Regions from separate parts of the Xenopus tropicalis genome. Here region 2 is linked to region 1. A link is a contact called in public Hi-C data. All regions are on one chromosome and are shown on one strand. Each heading gives the region's core, a stretch centred on a gene start, on an enhancer-like site or on the middle of the called end of the contact. The rest is flanking DNA. Distances are from core to core; before and after follow the strand shown.

Region 1 (7,904 bases), core at 3,040-5,539:
CAATAGATATCACTTTTAAAGAAATATTAACTAGCAACAATGCCCAATATATCCAGAAACATCCCCCCAATGCCTCAGATGCCAGGAAGAAACTGGCACCTTACTGCATGTGCTCTGGTCTTGCCCCCTGCTGAAAAATGACTGGGTCAAAATCCTGAATAAAATATGAGCAGTAACTGATACTAACGTCATCCCTGCTCCTAAACTATGCCTGCTAGGTATCACCTCTGGTCTAGAGCTAAATGCTGACAAAAAGGTATTTCTAGCCAAGGTACTCTTTCAAGCCGAAGACTTATTACCCTTAACTGGAAAGTGCAAATAGCGCCTACCAATGACCTATGGCTCAAGGCCGTAAACATGGTCTGCCTACAATAAAGGCACTCGCTGAGCAGGAAGGGGAAACTTGGCACCTTTACTAATATTTGGGGTAGTTGGGTAGCCCACGTTACATAGCACCCCCCCCCCCATATCCATATACAAAGCCACTTCTACTCCATTAGGTCCCCTGCTATTCATCTGTACAGAGCCATCTACCTTAAGGTTCTCCAACCCCCAGGTCGCCAGTTACATATCTCTACAACTTTGGGTATGCTGTGAGGTATATGACGTGACATGTATTTGACTATAAAGCTGGAAATATATGTAATATCTTCTTGAGTACTGCTAATGGTATTATGTCTGTACCAGTGTATGTGATTTGATTACAATAAAAATTACCTGAACAAAAAAAAGCAACAATGCCTATAAGACAATTTTACCTTTCTGCCATCTTTCTGGCTAATCTTCAGAGTTTCCAGCGACGAAACACTAAATAGTTCCCTGGGAAATACCTTAAAACTATTGTTGGAAAGATTCACATATCGAAGCCCTTCTAATAAACTGATTCCTGATGGTACAGTCTCTATCTGGTTTCCTGACAGGTCAATTTTCTGCAGGGACTTTAAGGCACACAGTTCAATGGGAAACCGTCTAAACTTATTGGAATGCAGGAGGAGTTCACTGAGGGATTCCAGGTTGGATATGGCTGAAGGAACTGAGTTTATTTCATTCCTACTGAGATCTAAGTAGGCCAGGTTGTGAAGGCCACAAAAGTGCACTGAGAACACAGTTAGTTTATTTCCACTTAATTCCAAATGTTCTAGTTTTCTATTGTGAATGATACTATTTGCAATTTCGTGAATTTCATTTTGGTTCAGATTTAAATACAAAAGAGAAGTCATGGAGGACAAAGCTTGAGGCACTTCTGACAGTTTATTGCCACTAAGGTCTAGCTTGGTTATCTGGTTGCAGTTCTTCAGTTCAATTGGAATCCATAGCAGATTATTGTTGGCACATACAATGACAGAGAGGTTGTTTAGATGTGCCAGCTGGTCTGGTAGCATTTCCAGTGCATTTCTTTCAATATGCAACTCTTTTAAATTCCTAAGATTATGAATCTTTGTAGGAAGTCTGTACATTTGGTTGCCATTCAGTTTTAGGCACTCGATAGCAGGACACCAGCACACCTTTTCTGTGATATCTGTAAGTAGGTTATTGGCAATGGAGAGCACCTTCAGCTGTTTAAGGTTTTGGAGCTTATCTGATATAGCAGTCAGCTTGTTGTCATCTAGGGTGAGCTCCTCCAGGCTGGTCAGATTGTAGAGCTGGACTGGTAGGAAGGTGAGCTGGTTGCTGCTCAGAGAAAGCTCTCTCAGGTTCTTGAGATCCCCAATTTCTTTCGGTAGACTTTTGATCTGGTTTCCAGAAAGGCAAAGCTTAACAAGCTGTGAAAGCCTGAAAACAGCTTTTGGCAGTGCAGAAATCTGATTGCCGTCCAAGTTTAGCACATGCAAATTCTTAAGAGAGGCTGTTGAGTCTGGAAGAGTTTTCATTGAGTTCCCACTTATACACAAAACCTGTAGGGTTGTGAGGTCTCCCAAGCATGGAGGCAGTTGGCTCAGCTTATTGTTGTTAGCGAAGAGTTGCTTAATGTTCTTTAAACCTGATATCTCATGGGGCAAAACTGCTATTTGGTTATGATTGACATTCAAAGCTGTCAGCTGGGAAAGGCTGCAGATTTCAGGGGGTAAGGAAACCAGGGCATTCCCTTCAAGCGACAAAATTTCCAGTTTAGAAAGATGACATAGACTTGTTGGCAGATGCGTCATGAAGTTGTTGCTGAGAAGCAGACACTGCAGATTAGTACATCTGAATACATCAGGGGGGATTTCTGTCAGCTCTTTAGAGTTTAGGTTGATGGATGTAATACTGCCAGTTCCCGATGGCACTGTTCTTGGCATATTATTACTGTCTGACGGAACTAAATTCTTTAAATTGTCCTCAACCTGCCAAATAAACATGTAACATTAATAGGATGGCTAATCATTTACACACAGGTATGTCAAAGAAACTGCTGCACGGTGAGCACTAACCAGATTGATTGGGAAGTCATTGTCTACAATCTGTAAGTAAACTTCATTTTAATAAAAAATAATCACATTGTAGTGGATGGATAACAAACCTCTGGCTTCCAAACTCCTAATATACCTCTCACTGTAACATGTTCTCTCAAAAGGTATGAATAAATACCATGTTTATATGCTGAAATCCAGCTGCAAAACAGTTCTTCTCTTTCTGCATCATTTGAAATCCTGGCAGGGGAGGAGGGACTAAAACATTGATGTTACAAATTGTAACAACTTCTCCACAGCTTACAGGCAGCATGCAGGAACTACATAACCCACAATGCATTGCACTGTGATGTTCCTTTCCTTATTGACATCATATGTGCTGGGGATTGTGGGATTGGGAAGATGCAGGCTGAAGGCAGACTGAGGACAGTCGACTGCTGTTACATTTTTTTTTTTTGAGTTTTAAAGTAGCCAGCCAGATCAGCAGGGGAACAGGGGGCCGGGCTTAGGTAACTGTTCCAAACCATATTATTACATTCAAAATCATCAAAAGGCTGCACATTTAATTGATGTATATTGCAAAGTTGCTTGAAATTATGTTTAATTTTCAAAAGCTTGTCTTTGGGTGGAGTTCCCCTTTAAAGATTTTGAGAGAAATAACACCTTAAACTGTTACATAGATTGAATGTAATTCAAGGGCACCTGCGTGCTCTTCAGCCAGAACCACTGATCTACACGGATGCATTTGCCTTGCACCTAGTGTACTGGAAGCTAATGCTAATGTCATGCACATGGATAAGTGTTGCCATCCCCACTCTAAAATCGTATACTGCCAAAAACTAAAACAAGTTGCAAACCATAAATTACACTAGATTTCTGGGGGGGGGGGGCAGCATTGTGGGTAAAACATGGAGATTTCCACCCCCCCCCCCCCATGCAAATGGATAGATCCATGGTTTGGCATGCATACCCAGTAAAATGGGCAGGTTTGAAATCAAATCAAATACAACCAGTTCTGGGCATGTATGGCTTGCTGTGCTCCTTAAGGTACCTCTTTCTTATTAGCTAATGAAAGACCTTATTCCTTAATTTGCCAGCTACAAAATGTTTTTCTGCCAATGAAGGGGCTATTGTGCCAGTACCTCAATCAATAAACTGTCAGCTCTGAATTACTGGTTGTGCACATATTCTGATTTGCCAAGAAGGCACCAACAGTTTCCCATAATTACCTACATGTTTATGCCAACAGGTTTTTGGATCTGCCTCTGGCAGTATGACCCATAAGGCTTTGCATTCCATAACACTCCTGACCCCCCACTTCCCCCTAAAAAATAGATACTTCAGATGACCACAGTTCATTCAGACCAATGGGAAGTGGCTGAAGGCAGACACACTTGTCACATTGATGTGGTTCAACCAAAAGCCCATAAATCTAGTTGGTGGGCATAGCAATTTGGGCACACACCAGAAACCACTCATTATACACACATGGCACCATATAAAACTGCAGGGGCACAAAGCCTTAACGCAGCATTAGAAACTATAGTGGAAGTGTGGTCCATCTAAGCGCTGCTTACCTGGCGGGCTGAGGTCAAGTAGAATAAAGAATCCACAGACATTCAATTCCAGAGAATAATAATGGATTAGAATCTCACTGAAGAAGGTGACATTCCCAGCAGGTGACCAGAACGTTGCCCATTGCAGATGAGTGGCTCTGAGCAGTAGTGCGAGGCACAAGCAGAAGGTGTATCACTATGGCGACCATGTACAACACACAGGTGAGGAGCAGGGACCTGTGCAGTATCTGAGCAGCAGTGTGTGATAAGGAGGAGGGCCCTGACTCACATTGTTACTCACAGAGAGCACACAGCCCTATTCATTGCTGGGAGGAACAAGAACAGCAAGTCCATGCAATCTGCAAGGAGTGTCTGTTTAGTGTATGGCTACCAACCCAAACACTGATGCTGCTGGGTAATCTCTCAGTGTCCCTCTCTGGCATGCCAGTAAAACCACACTGTTCAGAACCGGTGCCTAGCAACTGAGCCCAATAAAGAAACTGAAGCTGTTTTCTCATGCCATGGAAACGGAACTCACTTTTCTTCTGCATGAGTGTTAATGAAAGACGATTTCTTTTTGCTCCCAGAAGCTGAGTAGGTTCCATTTCTCTTACTGACTGCTTGGGATTACTTACAGATTAGTGGCCACTGGGATATAACAGTGTATTTGTTCTGCAAGTCCAGGCACGAGAATCCAGGCCACGCCATCTCCCAATGCTCAGGTGTGCAAGTGTTTACCAGTCAGGGGCCCATGAAAACAGAGGGCCAACTGATGAATTTAAAAAAAATTTAATCTTTTCTATATTATCCTATCCTATATCCAATCCTATATTAAATCCAAAATACAAGTTATAGGGACATGCGTGCTGAAGAACATCATAAAAATACCATTGTGGCAAAGCCATAGATAATACGGTTCCAGGTTCCCTTCTGATCCACGCCATACCTTGTGTTTAGATTTACTTTTATGGGAACCAAGTAAAAAGGAAGGTCTTGCCAGAGTCCTTCCTTCCTTCTACTTGGTTTTTGATGATTATTTTGGGTGCAGCACAGAACACTAACAAGCAAGCAAGGTATACGTTATTGCAAGTTTTGTAAAGCTTATCAAACATTTATTTCAAAAAATCAACTTTTAGTACAATGTAGAAACCTGCATTTTTTATTTGCGGTTTTTGAATTATATTGCTTTTTGTTCAGCAGCTCTCCAGTTTGGAATTTTAATGACTATCTGGTTGCTATGGTTCAATTTAACCTAGCAACCAAGCAGTGGTTTCAAAGAGAGACTGGTATATGAACAGGAGGGCATAAACAGAAAGAACAGAAAGTAATACAAAGTAACAATAACCATAAATGTGTAGCCTTACAGAGGAATATTTTTTGCCTTCAATATAAAATGAAGACCAGTTGAAAAGCTGCTAAAAATAGGCCATTCTATAACATACTTAAAGTAAAGATAAAGGTGAAGCACACTTTTAATGGCAACAATAAGCATGGCAAGATTAAAAACCCCCAGTACATAGGGGTTATTCAGAGAGAAATTATTACTGTGTTTTCCACTGGAACTATTAAGTTAATATAAACAGAGCTACCAGTGTCAGTCTCAGCTTGCTTAAAAATGTATAAAAATAATGTGATTTACAATGTTTTCTGTGACTTTACATGATCATGCCATTTATGACTTCTTTGAAATGTCAGCATGGATGATATGTTGTTCATGGTAATTGACCAAATTGTAAAACACACCTCTCTATATAAGGGCTCTGGCACACAGGGAGATTAGTCGCCAGTGACAAATCTCTCTGTTCGCGGGCGACTAATCTCCCCGGATAGTCATCCCACCGGCGAAAATGTAAATCGCCGGTGGGATGGCATACGCAGTGGCGCGATTTCAGTGAAATCACGGAAGTTGCCTTGAGCGGAAACTTCTGCAATTTTACTGAAATCGCGCCACCGTGTATGCCATCCCACCGGCGATTTACATTTTCCTGAGCCCTTAGGCAGTTCATATCTGCAGCCTGTTAGTGTACTGGCTCCAAAGGTCCCACAGGTCCAGGTTTAAAATAGGCCCTGGCACTTCTAGTACACAGAGGCCCAAACAGCCGCCCTCCCCCCCCCACAAAGCCCACTAAATAGTGACTGTCTATGGCATCTTACAGCAGCCCCTCTGGCATTTGCCAGAATCCATAGATTGTCAGTCTGGACCTGTAGGCACACAATCAGACACTACATGAGAATAAAGTGACTGAATAAAGCTTACATTGATCGAAACAAACAGAAAAAATATATTGAAAGTATCTTTATTTGTACAAAATATAAGACAATTCTACAAATCTCCTTATAAACATTATTTACATTCTTGAAGAGAAAGAAATGGCAGCCAGGTAGAAACAGGTTTGTAAAGTTGAATGCATTTGATAAAGCAATCGTCAGATCCTAAATGAGCCAAACTCCCTTTGCATAGGACCCAATGCCCTGTGTAAACTCCATGGAAATATTACACCACCAGAATAAAAAGTATCAATATTATCCCTTTGCCCCATTACATTATATAAAGGTGTTAGAGAAATAACTCGTGGTAATAGCTGTTTTTGACTAAACTGGCACCCCATTAGCCTGCTGCTTTAAAATTTAGGGCTGAATGCTTTGATTGGCCCCATGATTTCACCCTCCACATAAGTGACTGAATCAGATCAATTTCTGTCTAGTTGGTAACCTGTATAAACAAGCTCATTCGCTCATGTATGGCTGGCTTTTAGGTGACAAATGCCTCAATCTGGCTGGCCACAAGCTTCTGTATCAACTCTGCGCTTAATTAATCCTGTTGTAATAATGGGGTATTTGAAACCATAAAGCATAATTTGAGTATTAAAACAAATCTGTAAAATATAACACCCAAATGCACTTGCCTGAGAGTGGGCTGGAGATAGAAAGCCAATACATGAGCCCAGCACATGTCTTTATCTGGAATCTCATTATACCTAATCAACAGCCAATATGAGAGGACGCAGGTTTTGGATAAATTAGATTTTTGTCCAGCAGTTCTCCAGTTTGGAATTGCAGCTGGTTGTCTGGGTGCAACTTGCCATAGCAAGCAGACTGTGGTTTAATTGAGAGACTAGGATATGAATAGGATGGGGGCTGAATAGAAAGATAAATAATAATTCCTTTTTCTCAAGGGAACCCAAATTAAGCAGCATACACAGCTATGCAACACACAGTAAAAAGTATGGAAACCCATTCGGGGGTCCCAGCCCCTGGGTTAAGGATCCCTGTTAGAATTAATCTCAGAAACTTTGCCTTGTATAATTGGAAATATTCCGTAGCTAGGATCAGTAACTGTAGCAATCCAAAAGCAGGGTGACTGGAAGACTATTGTTTTCAGCTTTTTAGGGCTTTTATCTTCAAGCCTGTGAAACCTCTGCCTGGTTGCCAGGGTTTTAGAATCTATAGAAATAAGATCTATACAGCACTGTAACATCACTATTGTGTTGTCATTTTGCAGTTGAGCGAAGGCAATATTCAGAATAAACCTATCATTCTTTTCATTTTGTTCCCCACCTACAGCTTCTAGAAAGGTGTTGCTGGGCTAGTTTGCCGTTGAAGCCTTTGTGGACCCTACTGTACCAGCCAGTACTTCACAGTGCTAATTGTGTTAAGGTGTGAGGGGTAACACGTGGCCAGACCAGTAATAGTGATAACCAGAAAGACAATTCAGTACCAGATAAAAGGTAAATACAAGGCTCACCCAAAATGCCTCAGGCTGGGCTTGTTAAAAATTGGTCACTCTGAAAGGATACTGCATGCCCACAGAACTAATGGAAGCAGCTGCACAATGGAAATGGGATAATGGAAACTGTGCCTACAAATCTAAACTTAATGGAAGTCGCTGCATGCCAAAAGAACTGATAGAAGCAGAATACAAATGTTTTTCTGGGTGTAACTTCATTCTATATATTGT
Region 2 (7,904 bases), core at 1,432-3,931, 250 kb after region 1:
GCTGTACAGGTATTGGACCCCTTATCCGGAAACCCATTATCCAGAAAGTTCCGAATTACGGAAAGGTCATCTCCCATAGACTCCATTTTAATCAAATAATTCACATTTATTATAATAAAACAGTACCTTGTACTTGGTCCCAACTAAGATGTAATTAATCCTTATTGGAGCCAAAACAGTCCTATTGGGTTTAATTACTGTTTAAATAATTTTTTCAGTAGACTTAAGGTAAGAGATCCGAATTACGGAAAGTACCCTTATCCGGAAAACCCCAGGTCCCGAGCATTCTGGATAACAGGTGCCATACCCATACAAGCAATGCTTTTCTGAAATTTGCAGTTTCTATAGAAAATTATGAAAATTCTAAGAAATCGCCTCATCTTCCACTTTCAAGCATCATATCTCTCACATGGCATTAGGTACCAATAAACAATACCCTAAATATGAAAGCCAAGGGGCCACTGAACAGTTTGATGCCCATTGTGCATAGGATTACCAAAGTACCTGGCATTTAGAGACCCCAAAAGGAAGTTAGTGCATACAAATTGCACAGGAGATCTCTTCAGCTACTGAATATGCAACACATTTAGTGCATTTTTTGTGGTGTAAGACACACAAAAAAATACTCTGACCCCCCTAAAATATATAAGGAAAGTCTGGAATAATGCTCCAAACCTGATAACATTCCAAGAATTTCTGTATGCTATAGTAATTCTAATGGCAAATCGCTTGTTATGCACTTGACACAATTTAGAGGACAAAATCCATAAATACACAAAATTCCTTCACAAGCACAATCACATATGTAGTTCTGCGTTGCGGAATGAACCTTGACATGCACGTGTGACAATAGTACATAGAAGTAAGGCCACCGATACAGGAATCATTATATTTTTTTGTGTAGAAGCGGGCACAATGTTTCAGTCCCTGAAGCAAGATCTGGGGAGAAAATTAGTGTATTGATCCTTTAACGGCAAGCAGAACCCTGCATGTGCTGTAGCATAGTTTATCCTATATACAGGTATGGGATCTCTTATCCGGAAACCCACTATCCAGAAAGCTCTCCAAATAATACAGAATTTTAAAACTGATTTCCTTTTTCTCTGTAGTAATATAACTGTACCTTGGAATTGATCCCAACTAAGATGTAAATAATCCTTATTGGATGCAAAACAGTCTTATTGGGTTTAATTAATGTTTTATTGATTTTTTAGTAGCCTTAAGGTATGGAGATCCAAATTACGGAAAGACCCCTTATCCGGAATACCCTTGATCCCGAGCATTCTGGATAAAGGGTTCTATATTCAAGTGGTTTCAAACAGAACTGTATATAAAACAGTGTCCACACAAAGAATAGAGAAAGATTGTTTTATATCAAGAACCCAGTCCAATACTAAACAAAATCAGAACTCAGATGAGACAGGCAGCCAACAACTCTGTGACCCCCGGCTTCCTGCGCAGTGAAAAGACAGGAAACATTTGGTTCAGGTTCAGTTGGCTGAATATTGCCAGGAATCTCTGGCTTCATCCAATAAGGATTAACTATATCCTAGTTGGGATTAAGTACAGGTACTGTTTAACTATTACAGAGAAAAGGGAATCATTTAACCATTAAATAAACCCAATAGGACTGTTCTGTCCCCAATAAGGGGTAATTATATCTTAGTTGGGATCAAGTACAGGTACTGTTTTATTATTACAGAGAAAAGGGAAATCATTTAACCATTAAATAAACCCAATAGGGCTGTTCTGCCCCCAATAAGGGGTAATTATATCTTAGTTGGGAGCAAGTACAGGTACTGTTTTATTATTACAGAGAAAAGGGAAATCATTTAACCATTAAATAAACCCAATAGGGCTGTTCTGCCCCCAATAAGGGGTAATTATATCTTAGTTGGGATCAAGTACAGGTACTGTTTAACTATTAAAGAGAAAAGGGAATCATTTAACCATTAAATAAACCCAATAGGGCTGTTCTGCCCCCAATAAGGGGTAATTATATCTTAGTTGGGATCAAGTACAGGTACTGTTTTATTATTACAGAGAAAAGGGAATCATTTAACCATTAAATAAACCCAATAGGGCTGTTCTGCCCCCAATAAGGGGTAATTATATCTTAGTTGGGATCAAGTACAGGTACTGTTTTATTATTACAGAGAAAAGGGAATCATTTAAAAAAAATAGAATTATTTGCTTATAATGGAGTCTATGGGATATGGCCTTTCCGTAATTTGGAACTTTCTGGGTAACAGGTTTCTGGATAAAGGATCACAAGAACGCTTGGACAGGCCTCCTCTCGGCTTCCATTAGGTTTCTGTCAATAAAATGCACATCCCATTGGAGGGGACATATTTTCACTCACTCAGAGTTGATTGGCTCTACTATATATGTATGGCACATGGAGAAAGAAAGTGACTAACCGCAGGACAAACGGGAGCTGAAGTGAAAGTGCCACAGAGCCCCATGCTGGGTACACAGACACACCGATGCAGCCAGGCCCAGGCGGTATCAGCGCCATATAGAGAGATAATAGTGTCAGGCTCCCCTCCTGATAGCTTTCCCACAGTCCCACGGTTCGCCTACCTTAGTGACTAGGGTTAACGGAGAGTCCAACTCCCGGCGGAGGGTGGGCGCACTCATTTTGCGTAATGACGTGACGTCACAGTCTCGCAAGATGAGATTTGTGACGCCTGAATTAGCCGCTTGCGGAAGTGCGGGAGACTTTAAGGTGTTGCGGGATATTTAAACAGCGATCTGGCGGTGCGGGATGTGCGGGATGTGCTGAGGAGCCGGACTATTGGGCGGTAGGTCCCACACTGACTCCCTGTATGTGTTTCCCCAGCCGGTCTGTGTGCGGCCCCTTCCTTCTGCCTTTGTACCACATTGCTGTTGGGAATAACACACATGCCAAGGCTAAAGAACTAATCAGATAGTGCAAACATGCTGGGAAAGAAAGTGTGACGGCAGCAGAGAAGGGGGACAAATAGCAGAGTAGGAAGGTACTGAAAAGCAGAATGAAATAAAGTACAAAACAAGAGAAAACAAAAGAATGGGCGTGATGGAGATTAAAATGGTAATATAGAAATAGGGGAGAGAGAGGGTTAAATGAAGGGAAACTAATAGGTGGGATACAATTATTATATTAGCTTAAAGAGATAGGTAAGAAAGGAAACACAGCAGCAAGAGAAGTAGCAGGGCGGATGGGGAAATAGATGTGTCTGTGCTGTATCTGTGTATTACATGTGTGTTGGCCTGGGCTCTGGCTATCCTGGCAATGCAGGGGTTAAAAAACTAACAAAGAAGTGCAGAGAAAATACAGTGAAGATAAGTGGAAATAATAATTCAGGATTTATGGTAAACAAAGAGATGGTGGGACAATAAGGAAAGGTGGAGCAGAAGGTAAATGGGAAAGCAAAGTAAGGAGAATTGGGAAAGCAGCATAAGAATGAGAATACAAGTTTAGAATAATTCTGTAAAGAACAGAGACAATGGTTGTTCGGAGAGAAGGGTACATAAAAAAAGATGGCGGAGCATTAAAGCAAGTAGAGAAAGGCTCTCTGAGAATAAAGCTGGCCATACACGCACCGATACTAGCGTACGAAACCTCGTTTCGTACGATATTCGGTGCGTGTATGGCATGTCGGCGAGTCGACCGATATCACAGGAAGCTGCTGATATCGGTCGACTCGCCGATCGGCCAGGTTAGAAAATTTTGATCGGGCGCCATAGAAGGCGCCTGACCAAAATCTGCCATCAGGGCTGAATCGGCAGAAGGAGGTAGAAATCCTATTGTTTCTACCTCCTTATCTGCTGTTTCAGCCCTGACTGTGTGTGGCGAATCTGACGATGTTTCGTGCGACCGATGGTCGCACAAAACATCGTCAGATCGCCACGTGTATGGCCAGCTTAAGGCTGGAGACCGATGATAGAGAAAAGAAGAGAGTAAAATTCTGGAATAGCAATAAAATTGTTAGAGAAGAACACAAATTTACATATGGAAAAGGTGAAGGGAAAAGCAGGACAGAAACAAAGAAAAAGTAAAGAAAATGTTGGATGTGGGTGAGGTTTTTAAGGAGAAGGAAAGGTAAAAACTAAGTAAGCTTTATTAGAAAGGTCTATGTAAATACAGCCATAAGCACTCACAGAAACGCTGCACTGAGTTCTCTGTCAAAAGATTCGTTGTGTCTGTTTTCCTGTGCCAGAGACACGCAGCTCTTTGCTTTCTGCTCATTCCTTCTCCACCCCTCCCTCAAGAATGCTAAGAACTCACTCCCCCCCTTAGGAATGTGGATCTGAGCCAATCAGCAGGAAGCTGACTCATAGTCTTACTAACTGAGCATGTTCACTTGGTCTGGGTGTCGGTGCAGGAGCACGGCATTATGGGAACTTTCATCTGAACGGGAGAAATATGGGAAGACTTAAGGACACTATTGACTTATGGGCCCTCGCTGTCTTATGAAGTTGTGTAGTACTGCTTTACTGGCGCATTGGTTTTCCAGAAAACTGCCCCTACATACCAGTGAGCTGTTTAGTATCTTCTGCTATCATTTCTGTAGGGGTATGTGATGGGGTTTTTGAGTGATATTTTGGTGATATTCTGAGACAATTTATGCACTTTTTTTCAGCAGCTATCTAGTTTGGAAGTTTATCAGCCATCTGGTTGCTAGGGTACAATTTTACCAGGCAGTGGTTTGAACAAAAGACTCGAAGATGAATAGGGGAGGGCCTGAAAAGAATGATAGATAATAAAAATGAACACATTTGTAGCCTTACAGAGCAATAGAAATTAAGGAAAGGCAAATAACAAAAACTACAAAAATGAACACCAAATAAAAGGTTACATACTGAAAGCAGACTTAAAGTGAACCACCTAACCAATTTTTTTTGTGTGTGTATTTGTGTTTTTATGTAAATAACTGTTTTTCATATCTTGCAGATAATTGGCAAATGAAAGGCCACAGCAAAATTATATCACGGTTAGTAATATCATTTTAATAGTTTGATAACCAATTTCCCATGTTGTTTGATTTTCTAAGCACACCAAGAGAGCTGTGTAATGGCTTATGCCATTCCCTTTTGTGATTCAGATGCCGCTGGGATTAAAGCCAACATGCAGCATGTGCAAAACCAACACATCTTCCATGTGGAAGAAGGGAAACCAGGGGGAGATCCTGTGTAATAACTGCAGTGGCAAGAGCAGCAGCAGCAGCAGCGGTGGTGGAAACAACAACAACAGCGGCGGTGGTGGAAGTACCAGTGGTAGCAGCTCTTATACTGGCACAAACTTTGCAAGTGCATCCACGTCCCAGCAGAGTAATGGTGGGAACACTAAGCAGGTACTGGTGCAATTGGAATTTACTTAGTAATGATTAGTTGTTACAGTTCTACAGTTTGCCAGCAGTTTTTGGTTTTGGGTTTTTTTGTTTTTTTTTGTGGGGGGGGGTTCATACTGGTTATTAAAGGCATATATTATAGTAATAGTATCTATTTTAATATAGATATGTTGTTTTTCAGTCCAAACAGGAAATCCACCGCAGATCAGCCCGACTAAGGAACACAAAGTACAAATCTACTCCGGCTGTTGAAAAGAAGGTTTCTACTAAAGGAAAGGGCAGAAGGCACATATTTAAACTAAAAAATGTAAGAGTAATTAGTCACCATCACTATAGCCATTTGTTTCTAGGTGGATCCAGTATAATTCTAAGGACCGTTTAGTGGGGGGGATGCACAGCAGGAAGTGTTTTGGCGCTTTGCTGGCTGAATCCTTTCATAAGGATAATTAGAAAGATTCAAAGAGAATGTAGCTTGCAGTTCCATATGTGCCATACAGTTTGGAAGAGGTTGCACACTGCCCCATTTGGTCTACTTAGTTATTATTTAGATGCAGCTAAGCTGATCTACGGCAAGTCATCCCCTGGTGGATGAATTCACAAACAACCAGCTGTAAATAAATGGCATAGTAAGGTCACATGGAGCTACTTGTTGTGGCTACAAAATAGACAATACTAAAAATTGTCTCTGTCTGTTTAGCAAAGAGAATTCTCAGTATTGTCTATGGCAGGGTGTTTTTAGCCACGGCAAGTAGCACTGTGTATCATAGCCGTAAGGGTAAATGTTTGCTTTATATAAAGGGGTTAAACTCTACCAATTCCAGATAGCTTGGAGTTAAGTACAGACACTAACTGGTGAAATATAATCGTATGTTACTGTACAAATCTATTTATTTACTGGAAATTTTATAAGGAAATCATCAAGGAAGGAAAGTAAAATTTTTGTTTTGGGAGGCTACCAGTAGAAGGCTTACCAATGGGGAATTTATAATTACATGTGAATTTTTTTGGCTTAACCTCCCTAAATCTTAATTATTCTCCACTGGTGAACATCCTTTTTACTTGAGAAAGAGTCCTGCAGTAGGTTACGTACCCTTGGGCTAGTTCCAGTCCAGAGTAGGACTGCGAATGAGAGTGCAAATACTTTCTCTTGTAGAAGTTTCACCCCTCCCAGTCATTAACTCTGTTTATTTATTTTTTGTGTTTAGCCGATCAAGGCACCAGAGGCTGTATCTACCATCGTAACATCAGAGTCCATCTTCCATAAGGTATTAACTAATGACTACTGATATATTCAATTTTTTTTATATAATATGCACTGTACTGTTTCTATTTCTAATATGCACTGTAGATACTCTTCTCACCTGAAACCAAGTGTGGGTATTTAGTGGGCAATTTAAGCATGATGCCTAAAATCACCACATATGCCTTTGGCCTAATATTTATTATAAGGCCAGGCAGCAGTTATGAAGTTCTTAGCCCCGGTATCTGGACTTAAAACATATAATATATGGAACCCATCTCTAAATATATTTTATTGTCAATCATATATGTCTGAAATGGTTAGCCGCTGGTCTGTCCCATTTAGTCCCTCAAGCTCTGTTAATACAAATGAAATTGCACTCTGATCTGCTTTTGGGTTTTTTTTCTGTGATTAAGGATATTCATAGATCAGTGTGCTTTGTTGTGACTATGTTTTGGGTTGCTGCAGGGACTCTACTACCAGATTGGAGATGTGGTTTCTGTTGTGGATGAGGAAGATGGCAAAACATACTATGCCCAAATCAGAGGTTTTGTACAGGATCAGTACTGTGAGAAGAGTGCTGCCCTGACATGGCTCATCCCTACAATGTCCAGTCCAAAAGATGGGTTTGATCCCTCAACATACATTATAGGTTAGTATTAACTCAAAAGTAACTTCCAAATTAAAGGCAGTGGCCTCCAAACGTATTGAATTTCCATTGATGCTGAAGATGAATTTCTGGACTGTGATACCTGCTCTGTTGCTTTCGCCTGTTAGGTCCCTGCATTAGATAAAATCTTGTAATATGTTGTCTCATGTTTCTCTGGCAGAGAAGGGTTTCCTTAACAAATGAATCCATCACATCTAAATTGATTTAACATAACTACTGGCCAGAGGTAGGGGCAACAGCTGTGCTCATAAAAGTTTTGTCCTGGTGTCATTTCTGCCAGTCCCTTGTCTCAGACAAATATTAATGTATTTCAATTAAGAAAAACAAACATGTAGGAAGGTTATATTACACTCAGGATTTCCCCACAGCCGGCCCATTGCAGGTTTGCCTGCACAGTGAGACAGGTAATATGAAAATGAAGTTGATACTAAAGTAGCCCAAAGCTCTGGCAGCAGTGAGGCCTCTGAAATTGTCCCAAACTTCCTCTTACTTGTAGATGTATGAGTTCTATTATCTGGAATCTTTGGGACCTACAGAATTCCAGGATAAGGGCTTTGGTTAAAGGGGATCCTGATGCTTCTAAACCAAAGTTTGTTAAAGAGCCCCACCCAACACAGAAACCCCTAATATACCTATCACTGTAATCTGTTCCTTCTAAATA

Evidence for each region. A called contact is a pair of places that touch in the nucleus more often than the background predicts.
Region 2: a contact with region 1 is called in a Hi-C map of neurula embryo, with 1.8 times the contacts expected there. The contact joins the promoter of rpp38 here to the promoter of lrrd1 in region 1. A contact is called at or near these places in 2 of 5 Hi-C or Micro-C datasets (brain and neurula embryo).

What each region holds. Positions count from the first base shown.
Region 1 is chr6:31,603,330-31,611,233 of UCB_Xtro_10.0, forward strand. It overlaps lrrd1 (leucine-rich repeat and death domain-containing protein 1), which reads right to left and starts at 4,290. Exons shown (of 6, transcript XM_002934594.5): 1 at 3,968-4,290; 2 at 759-2,324. The coding sequence starts at 4,009. krit1 (KRIT1, ankyrin repeat containing) reads right to left here. Exons shown (of 17, transcript NM_001127967.1): 17 at 6,228-7,904.
Region 2 is chr6:31,854,974-31,862,877 of UCB_Xtro_10.0, forward strand. It overlaps rpp38 (ribonuclease P protein subunit p38), which reads right to left and starts at 2,682. Exons shown (of 2, transcript XM_002934588.5): 1 at 2,584-2,682. It overlaps gatad1 (GATA zinc finger domain containing 1), which reads left to right and starts at 2,677. Exons shown (of 7, transcript NM_001170506.1): 1 at 2,677-2,804; 2 at 4,937-4,976; 3 at 5,088-5,336; 4 at 5,515-5,640; 5 at 6,539-6,598; 6 at 7,042-7,225. The coding sequence starts at 5,088.